2 separate regions of the Pan troglodytes genome follow, and region 1 is linked to region 2. Evidence: chromatin contacts called from public Hi-C data. All regions are on one chromosome and are shown on one strand. The core of a region is the stretch at or near the end of the contact, and the rest is flanking DNA. Distances in the headings are between cores, read along the strand shown.

What was found. A called contact is a pair of places that touch in the nucleus more often than the background predicts.
Region 1: a Hi-C map of induced pluripotent stem cells shows a contact between it and region 2, with 3 times the contacts expected there. The contact joins two enhancer-like sites. A contact is called at or near these places in 2 of 7 Hi-C or Micro-C datasets (both in induced pluripotent stem cells).

Annotation. Positions count from the first base shown.
Region 1 is chr15:76,101,774-76,106,126 of NHGRI_mPanTro3-v2.0_pri, forward strand. No RefSeq gene overlaps it. Among named protein-coding and RNA genes, the nearest start is that of NRXN3, 16 kb to the right of the region's middle. Within about 2 kb of position 2,573, at least 1 of the 24 cell types and tissues checked has an H3K27ac peak or open chromatin away from gene starts, as enhancers often do. A contact at or near this core is called in induced pluripotent stem cells, where this site is marked.
Region 2 is chr15:75,977,566-75,981,704 of NHGRI_mPanTro3-v2.0_pri, forward strand. No RefSeq gene overlaps it. Among named protein-coding and RNA genes, the nearest start is that of NRXN3, 140 kb to the right of the region's middle. Within about 2 kb of position 1,871, at least 6 of the 24 cell types and tissues checked have an H3K27ac peak or open chromatin away from gene starts, as enhancers often do. A contact at or near this core is called in induced pluripotent stem cells, where this site is marked.

The sequences.
Region 1 (4,353 bases), core at 1,323-3,822, 120 kb after region 2:
CAGCGTTGATCTTGGCTCCTCTTTTACCTGGTGAAAACTCCTTCCTTGGCTTCATACATTTGGGTCTCATTTTTAATCTCCAAGGAAAGGACTCATCCTCTGCCACTTTGGTGTTGGTGTGGGCAGGGAGGCTGATGAAGGGGGAGTGGTCTCCTGCCGTCTGTCAGCCACTTCCCTCCTTCTTCCTGCCTCTCAGCACCCTGCGTGCAAAGCAGAAAGTTGCTCTGGGGCCTCTTGAGCCTTCATATCATAGCGGTGAAATATGAAATGACAGCATCATGAAATGGACTTGGTCTCGTTAAGATTCCAAATGGCAGTCTGTTCCTCTCCCCCCACCCCCACAATTCAGTCACAGACCAACACCACGGTGCAGAAGGTAGAAATGGGTCAGTGCTGCTGGGGATGGGGGTGGGGGGTCTGGCAGGAGAAGCAAGGTTAAAGGGCCAGCATGGTCAGGCTGGGACAGCAGGCCCAAGGACATACCAGGGGACCGAGAGAGCTGAATCACCCGCCAGAACTTCTGGAGGCAAGAACACAGGGTTTGGCTGGTGCCTCTGAAAGCTCACCCACACAGAAAGCTTTCCTGGACCCAAAAGAGGGATAGAGGTGGGGTGGTTACACAAAGACAAGAAATCCCCATTTCCTTGCAAACTGCTTAGTGATTTCTGGGCAAACTGCCCAGAAATATTTGATGTGAAAAATGAACAACAGCACCCCCTTCCCTTCATCCAATAAAAATAAATCCTTCTTTACAGAAAGTGTGAGCAGCATTTGCACACAGGTTATGCATTCTCCATGAGGCTGTGTGTGTGTGTCATTTTGCCTCATGGCAGAAGCCCATGAGAAAGCCAGTGCCATTCATTCATTCAATCATACATTCATCAGATGCATTCAACTCCTATGTGCCAAGCACTGTGAGAGGCGGTGACACTGTGTGTCTTTGAAGAGGAAGACAAAATAGTTCCTGCCCTCAAAGACCACATGATCCTTTGTGTGTGTGCCTCGTGACCAAAACCCCATCTTGATTTCTTCGTCAGTGCAGACAGAGCTTCTTAGGCGGGTTTAGTTGTAAACTGCTTTCATGCCTGGAGGAGCCTCAGTTACTGGATATTTACCCAGAGGCAAAGTCTGACCCAATGTCTCACCACTCTGCACATTAGAATCACCTGGGCTGCTTGACCAACCACCCCCGCTTGGCTAGGTTGACACCCAATTTGTACTTGCAGGTATGGTGTACCTGCCAGCATGCCCCAGAGTGGTTGGGGCTCATGCCTTACTGGTCAGTAGATATTTTAACCATTATTCTTGGTCCTACACCAGACTTAAAAAAAAAAAAAAAAAAAATATATATATATATATATATATAAAATAAAGATTCCTGGTAATGGAGGCCTAGGCATAGATAAGTCTTTTTAAAAAGCTTTCCTTGCCAGAAGTGGTGGTTCATGCCTATAATCCCAGCACTTTGGGAAGCCGAGGTGGGCAAGAGTTTGAGAACATCCTGAACAACATGGTGAAACCCTGTCTCTACAAAAAATACAAACATTAGCCAGGCATGTGCCTATAATCCTGGCTACTCAGGAGGCTGAGGTGGAAGGATCCACTGAGCCCAGGAGGTTGAGGCTGCAGTAAGCCATGATCATGCCACTGCACTCCAGCCTGGGCGACAGAATGAGACCCTGTCTCAACAAACAAGCAAACAAATGAAAAACAAAAGAAGCCCCAGGATCTAATGTTGGGGCAGATGAACTACTCTGATGCCCGCCCCCCCTCCCCCCCCAGTGGAGGGTCCCTGGCAGTAACATAATGTTATTTCCTAAGCAGATTGCTCAGTGTGGAGCTGCTGCTTAGCACAAGGTGAATGAAGGAAAATCAGAAACTCTCAGCTTTTGAATCTTAGTGGTTTGAGAAGCAGAAGAGTTCTGATCCAGCACCCTCTTCTTATATGTGATGCAACTTGGGTCCAGATGTCTGGAGGTAGATATTTGACACTTTCCTCAGGACACTTGAGATTTATTTCTGTAGCTGGAAAATATGAGACAAGGAAGCTGAAAGTTTGGGCTTTTTAGCAAGGGCCTTAAGACAGGGGCATTGTCAGCCCAAGAGAATCTTAAACCTTTATAGTTGGGCTAAGGGTGTAAATTATTATACGTTAAAAAAAAAACAACCTCTCTCAACAAAATGATTCTGCTGATGTGGGCTGCCTGTATTGGAGCTGACAAAAACCTGTTTTCCATGGCATGGTGGCTCTGGGAGGCACTCAAGGGGAAATCTCTGTGACTGCAGGGTTCTTGGCCTCTGTCAGGTACCCCCAGGCTCTCCAGCTGGCCTAGCTGGCTCTGTGTTGCCAATCTCTCATGAATTCCAGACATCTGACCTCACAACCCACTGACCTCAGGTAGACCTCTGTGTGCCTACCTGGGCCTCTGCCCTACCTGGTTTCTCTTCTCTATTTTCTTGTTAGAGGATCCCACTCACCTCGATATGTCTGCTCCTGGAACCTGTCCCTTGGAATCAAGGATTCTGAAGATCCAGGCCTCTTAGGCTTATCTCCACTCCCCCAGTGGCCCTCTGCTGCCCCCACTTGCCGCAAGTTCACACTAACCACAGAAGTCCTGCAGGCCTGCACCACAGGGCTCAGCACACACTGTTTTTGCTCTGTGCCTGGTATTGTATTGCCTTAGGTCATCTGATTTATAGTCATTGCAGTCCTCAGTTAAGTATGATTTCCATTCTACAGATGAGAAAACTGAGTCTCAAGATAGGTAGGGCCCAGAGCTTGAAGAGGCAGTGCTAAGTTTAAACTCAGTATAATGCTACATGTGGGCTGCCTCTCTTAACTCTTTTGGTTCCAGAGGAAACAGCAGTTACTGTGAATAAAATGAGAAATGATCTTGGAATAATGCAAATTAACCACTAAGTCCTTAGAAAGTGATTGCAGTGAGACTTGATCATTCAGGATGCAGGACTGTTACATCTGTTAACCTATTTATGCCTGGGGTTGCAATTTTTTGAATTTTTGCAATCAGACCTTGGCAATGACCTTGAGCAGTAGGATATAAATAACTCCCACATGCTTAGTGTTCCAGTAATGGAACACTAGGCATATTAAGCACAGTGCTACCTGCCCCCACTCTTCCTTCTCATCTCAAGTGCCCTGCATGCCTCTCATCTTGCCATAGTGTAGGTGGCAGGAAAAGCAAGAATCTTGCGCTATCTCAGAACACAGAGCCCACTTAGAGTTCAAGAGTCAGGAAGTAGATAAACGAAAAGCAAAGGACGCAGACTCCAGTGAGCTAAGCAAGATAAGAAGGTGATAATCCACCAAAATTCAGCCAAGAAATCTGAAAAGAACTGGACAAGATGAGGTGGGGAGAAGGATGCATGAAAAAACCAGTGATGTGAGGTGCATGGGATGGGGACACTGGGAATCTGGGAAAGAGATCCCAGCACCAGCCTCTCTCGTAGGATCCCAGTGATGAGGCAGCCTCTCTCTGAGACTCAGCAGCCTTTCACTTTCTCCTCCCATTGGTCAGACTCCATCCTGAGAGTGCTGGATGTAGAGGATGCAGGTGCTGGGAAATAACAACTGCTCCTAGATAGAGAGGTTATGAGGGAGGCGATGGAGGCATTTCTCTGACATCAAGTTTATCAGTGTTCTTTCTGTAAGGAGTTGTGAAGTGCGCCATTCCTAATGGGAGTGTGCACTGACCTCTGTATAATAGCACTCAGAGTGATGTTCTGAGTGTAAGGAATTGAATATATACACGTTGTGTCTGGTCATGTTTACATCTACACTCACACATATAGTTACTCTGGAATGATACATTGTCATGTGGCACAGAGGTACTTTGAAGGATTCAGCACCTGAAGCTCAGTGAGGCGGTAGATAGCTAGAAGGTAAGAGTAGGAATTTTGAAGGAATAGCTAGGACTTGTAAAATCAGGGAGACACCGTAACTCTTGAAAGGCTAGAAGTCAAGTTCAGATAAGTTTGCTAAGGGTAGGAGATTTCAGACAAGTTTGCTAAGAGTAGGAGATATAACTCTTGAAAAGCTAGAAGTCAAGTTCAGACAAGTTTGCTAAGGGTAGGAGATACCAAGTGAGCACCTCCAGGCCAAAGTAGAGTCCAGAACCTGAGTATTAGCTGGACACATGTCACCAGTGGCACAAGTGAGAGCCACCAAGGTGTGCTCTAGTTTTATGGCAAAGCTTTGTCTTAGCCAGTGACACCAGACACTTCAGGTCAACTCCTTTTCCTTTCTTTCCTAATTGTTAAGCTAGTGGAGAAAACCAGCACAAGAAAAGCCTTGGCCATTTGCAGAATACAAGATTTCAGGTGAAAGGTGACAGA
Region 2 (4,139 bases), core at 621-3,120:
CCTTAGAGCTCCTTAGAGCACGTTTGGAAAATCCTTGGACCCGGATTTTCCCTCCCCTCCTCTCCCCTCTCCTCCCCTCTCCTTTCCTTTTCTTAGATAGAGTTTCGCTCTTGTGGCCCAGGCTGGAATACAGTGGTGTGATCTCGGCTCACTGCAAACTCTGCTTCCCAGGTTCAAGCAATTCTGCCTCAGCCTCCTGAGTAGCTGGGATTACAGGTGCACACCACCACACCCGGCTAATTTTTGTGTTATTAGTACAGGCGGGGTTTCACCATGTTGGCCAGGCTGGGCTCAAACTCCTGACCTCAGCTAATCCACCCACCTTGGCCTCCCAAAGTGCTGGGATTACAGGTGTGAGTCACCACACCCTGTTGGACCTGGATGTTTTCTACGGGTTTTCAGGAGAGGGGACTGAATGAGAGAGGAAAGACCTACCACTGCTGTCTCAGATTTCTCCTTCCTGGAATATTTTCAGCTTCCATCCTGCTCTGTGTGTGACTTCCCCACTTTGGCCTCTCAGCCATCTGACACTGAAGTGTCTGCCAGGTGTTCTGAATGAGCCAAAGTTCCACAGATTCTTGGGGAGAGCAGTAATGAAGGAGCAGGGACATCCTCTGGTAGTGTTTGAACGCAAGCCTCTTTCCAGCTTCCTGTCATCTGTGCCAGGCTGGTGTAGGGGAGGAAGATTTCTCACCCATTACAAGATTCCTGGCTGAGGCACCCATAATAAAAGACAGACTAACAGGAGAAAAGCATACATATTTATTTAATATAAGTTTTATATGACATGAGAGCATTCAGAAATGAAGACCCTCCCCAAACAGGGACAACTCTATTTTTATGGATGGCCATGCAGAAGTATGGCTGGAGGACAGAAGGGTGTGATCTGATGGTGGGAAACTGGAGGGAGCTTAGCAAGGCCTGTTTATTCAGATTTTTCTTAGATAAGTGTCTTTGAGGATAAGAACATTCTTTTCTTTTTTTTTTTTTGAGATGGAGTCTCACTCTGTCACCCAGGCTGGAGTGCCATGGCACAATCTTGGCTCAGTGTAGCCTTTGCCTTCCTGGTTCAAGTGATTCTCCTGCCTCTGCCTCCTGAGTAGTTGGGACCACAGGCAGATGCCACCACGCCCGGCTAATTTTTGTATTTCTAGTGGAGATGGGTTTTCACCATGTTGGCCAGGCTGGTCTCAAACTCCTGACCTCAAGTGATCACCCACCTCAGCCTCCCAAAGTGCTGGGATTACAGGTGTGAGCCTCCACGCCCACCTGAGGATAAGAACATTCTTTTCTTCCAGGTACAGGGAGGACTCTGCTGGAATGAGTGGCTCATAGCTGGGTTTTATGGCCTCTTCTGGGGTGTAGGGATGAGAAGAATTCTTTCTAGTTTCGATGGCCTGCTTCTGCTGTGTCCTGAAATGCCAAGGTGCCATATTTTGGGGGAGCATGTCCTAAACCCCATCACTACCATCACTAGCCTGGGAGAAGTCGGGGGACTGAGCAGAAAGCCCAGAAGACCATGGAGAGTGTGGTCTCTGCAGTGCTACCTTCCCAGCCTCCACTGGTGACTCTGGGGTTCCCCCTGCCGTAAAGGAGAGGTGCTTTGCTGCTCCCAAGTCCTGTCCCTTCTCTGATGCTCCCGTCCATTTTTTCCACCACTGTATCTCCGGCGGGCCCCTCCCCACCCCCATCTTTTCTCTCCCACATTTTCTGCTCTCTCTCTTTGTTTCTCCATCCCCCTTCTCTCTTAAAAAAAAATTCAATCCCCAGAGCGATTAGATTTGCAAATGAGCGGGCAGGAAACTGGGAACAAAGGGAACCAGAGCCGAAGAGGGAGCAGGTATAATTACTGTAATTAACTCAAGCAGCAGGGACAAATCCCCTTGGCTGCGGCTGCTGTGAGGTGCTGAGAGGCACTGTAAGGGAGACTGAGGGGTGCCAGGAAACTCAGCGCCCCCTCCCCAGGGCTGGGGTGTCCTGGTGGGGGACCCTGGCGGGGAAGCTCCTCTTGGACCTCGCCTGTGTGAGGATCCATTTCATCTCCTGTCCCGGGCTCGGCGGGAGCAGGGAGGAGGGGACCCAGGTTCAGAGATAGGATGTAGTCTCTTGCCCCACGGAGTGGAGCCAGAGAACAGAACCTCCGTCATTTCTTAACTGGACACTTAGCTCTTTACTTGCTTTGTGACATCTTAGGAGCCTGCTCTGGTTTCCCTAAGATACAAATCCCATTACCGGGTATAGACCCAAAAGAAAATAGATCATTCTGCCAAAAATGTACTCATACGTTTATCGCTGTGCTATTCACAATAGCAATGACATGGAATCAACCTAGATGTTCACCAGTGGTGGACTGGATAAAGAAAATGTGGTACAAATACACCATGGCATACTATGTAGCCATAAAAAAGAGTGAAATCATGTCCTTTACAGCAGCGTGGATGGAGCTGGAGGCCATACCCCTAAGCAAATTAATGCAGGAACAGAAAACCAAATACTACATGTTCTTGCTTGTAAGTAGGAGCTAAACATTGAGCACACATGGGCATAAACATGAGAACAATAGACACTGCTGAGTACCAGCGTGGAGAGGGAGGGAGGGGTTGAAAAACTACCTACTGGGTTCTATGCCCACTACTTGGGTGCAATATACCCGTGTAACAAACTTGCACATGTACCCCCTATATCTAAATAAAAGTTAAAATTTGGCCAGGTGCGGTGCCTCATGCCTGTAATCCCAGCAGTTTGGGAGGCTGAGGTGGGCAGATCGTAACATCAGGAGTTCAAGACCAGCCTGGCCAATATGGTGAAACCCGGTCTTTACTAAAAATACAAGAATTAGCTGGGTGCGGTGGCACACGCCTGTAATCCCAGCTACTTAGGAGGCTGAGGCAGGCGAATCGCTTGAACCTGGGAGGCAGAGGTTGCAGTGAGCTGAGATCCCACCACTGCACTCCAGCCTGGGCAACAGAGTGTGAGACTCTGTCTCAAAAATAAAATAAAATAAAAAGTTAAAATTCTTTTTTAAAAGTCTAGAGGCCATAGAGGAGGAGCATGTCTCTGATCCCATGACACTGTCATATCTGTGTCCCCAAACATCCCTGGCATTTGAGGCCTTCTAATGCACCTTTGCAATCTTACCTTTCACGATGGCCTCTCATCACTTTGTCCTCTAGCCAAATCCCACCGCATGTGGCACCCTGAACATACTCTGTACTTTTCTATTTCTCTGCCTTCTCATGTGGAGCTGTCCTTTTCCTCCTGCATTACACCTTCCCCAGTGCCATTTGGTGAAATGTTTTGAGATACATTTGAAACTACAACCCCTTCTGTGAAGTCCAAAGTAGTCTCACCCTCCACGGAAGCCTTTTCTCTTTCATGGCCCTGTCAACCAAACTTGGAGAAATCATGGTTAGATTTATTCTTGAGGACTGAAGCCTGGGAACACTGACTCAGTACAGACTGAGAATGTGTCCTGAAGTTGGTTCCATGATGCACAGCATACACGTTTTCTAACAGGGGGCATGTGTGGCACAGAAGGTGGGAGAAGCAGGAGGTGTAGCAGGAGTTATGTTTTCATTGCTGGCCGGATGCGGTGGCTCACACCTGTGATCCCAGCACTTTGGGAGGTCAAAGCAGTGGATCACTTGAGGTCAGGAGTTCCAGACCAGCCTGGCCAACATGGTGAAACCCGTCTCTACTAAAAATATGAAAATTAGCTGGGCATGATGGTGCGTGCCTGTTGTCCCAGCTACCCAGGAGGCTGAGGCAGGAGAATCACTTGAATCCAGGAGGCAGAGGTTGCAGTGAGCTGAGATTGGGCCACTGCACTCTAGCCTGGGCAACAGAGGGAGACTTCCTCAAAAAAAAAAAAAAAAATTCTCGATGCTGCTCAGTGAGGCTGTACCTAAGATAGGGTGACTGTGAGGTTCAGTGGGTAGAGAGAAAGAAAGGTTAGGCATCTTAGGATCTGATGGAGGGTGACTAATTCTACTTTTTGTTCTACAATTGATAAACAGGTTTATAATCAGTACCAGTCAATGAAGTATATAACAAACTCCAGTTACACAGGCAAGAGGTCAGCTTTAGTTTACAGACCTAGGTTTTATTACCCATGTGCTTGACTACAACATCATGGGTCT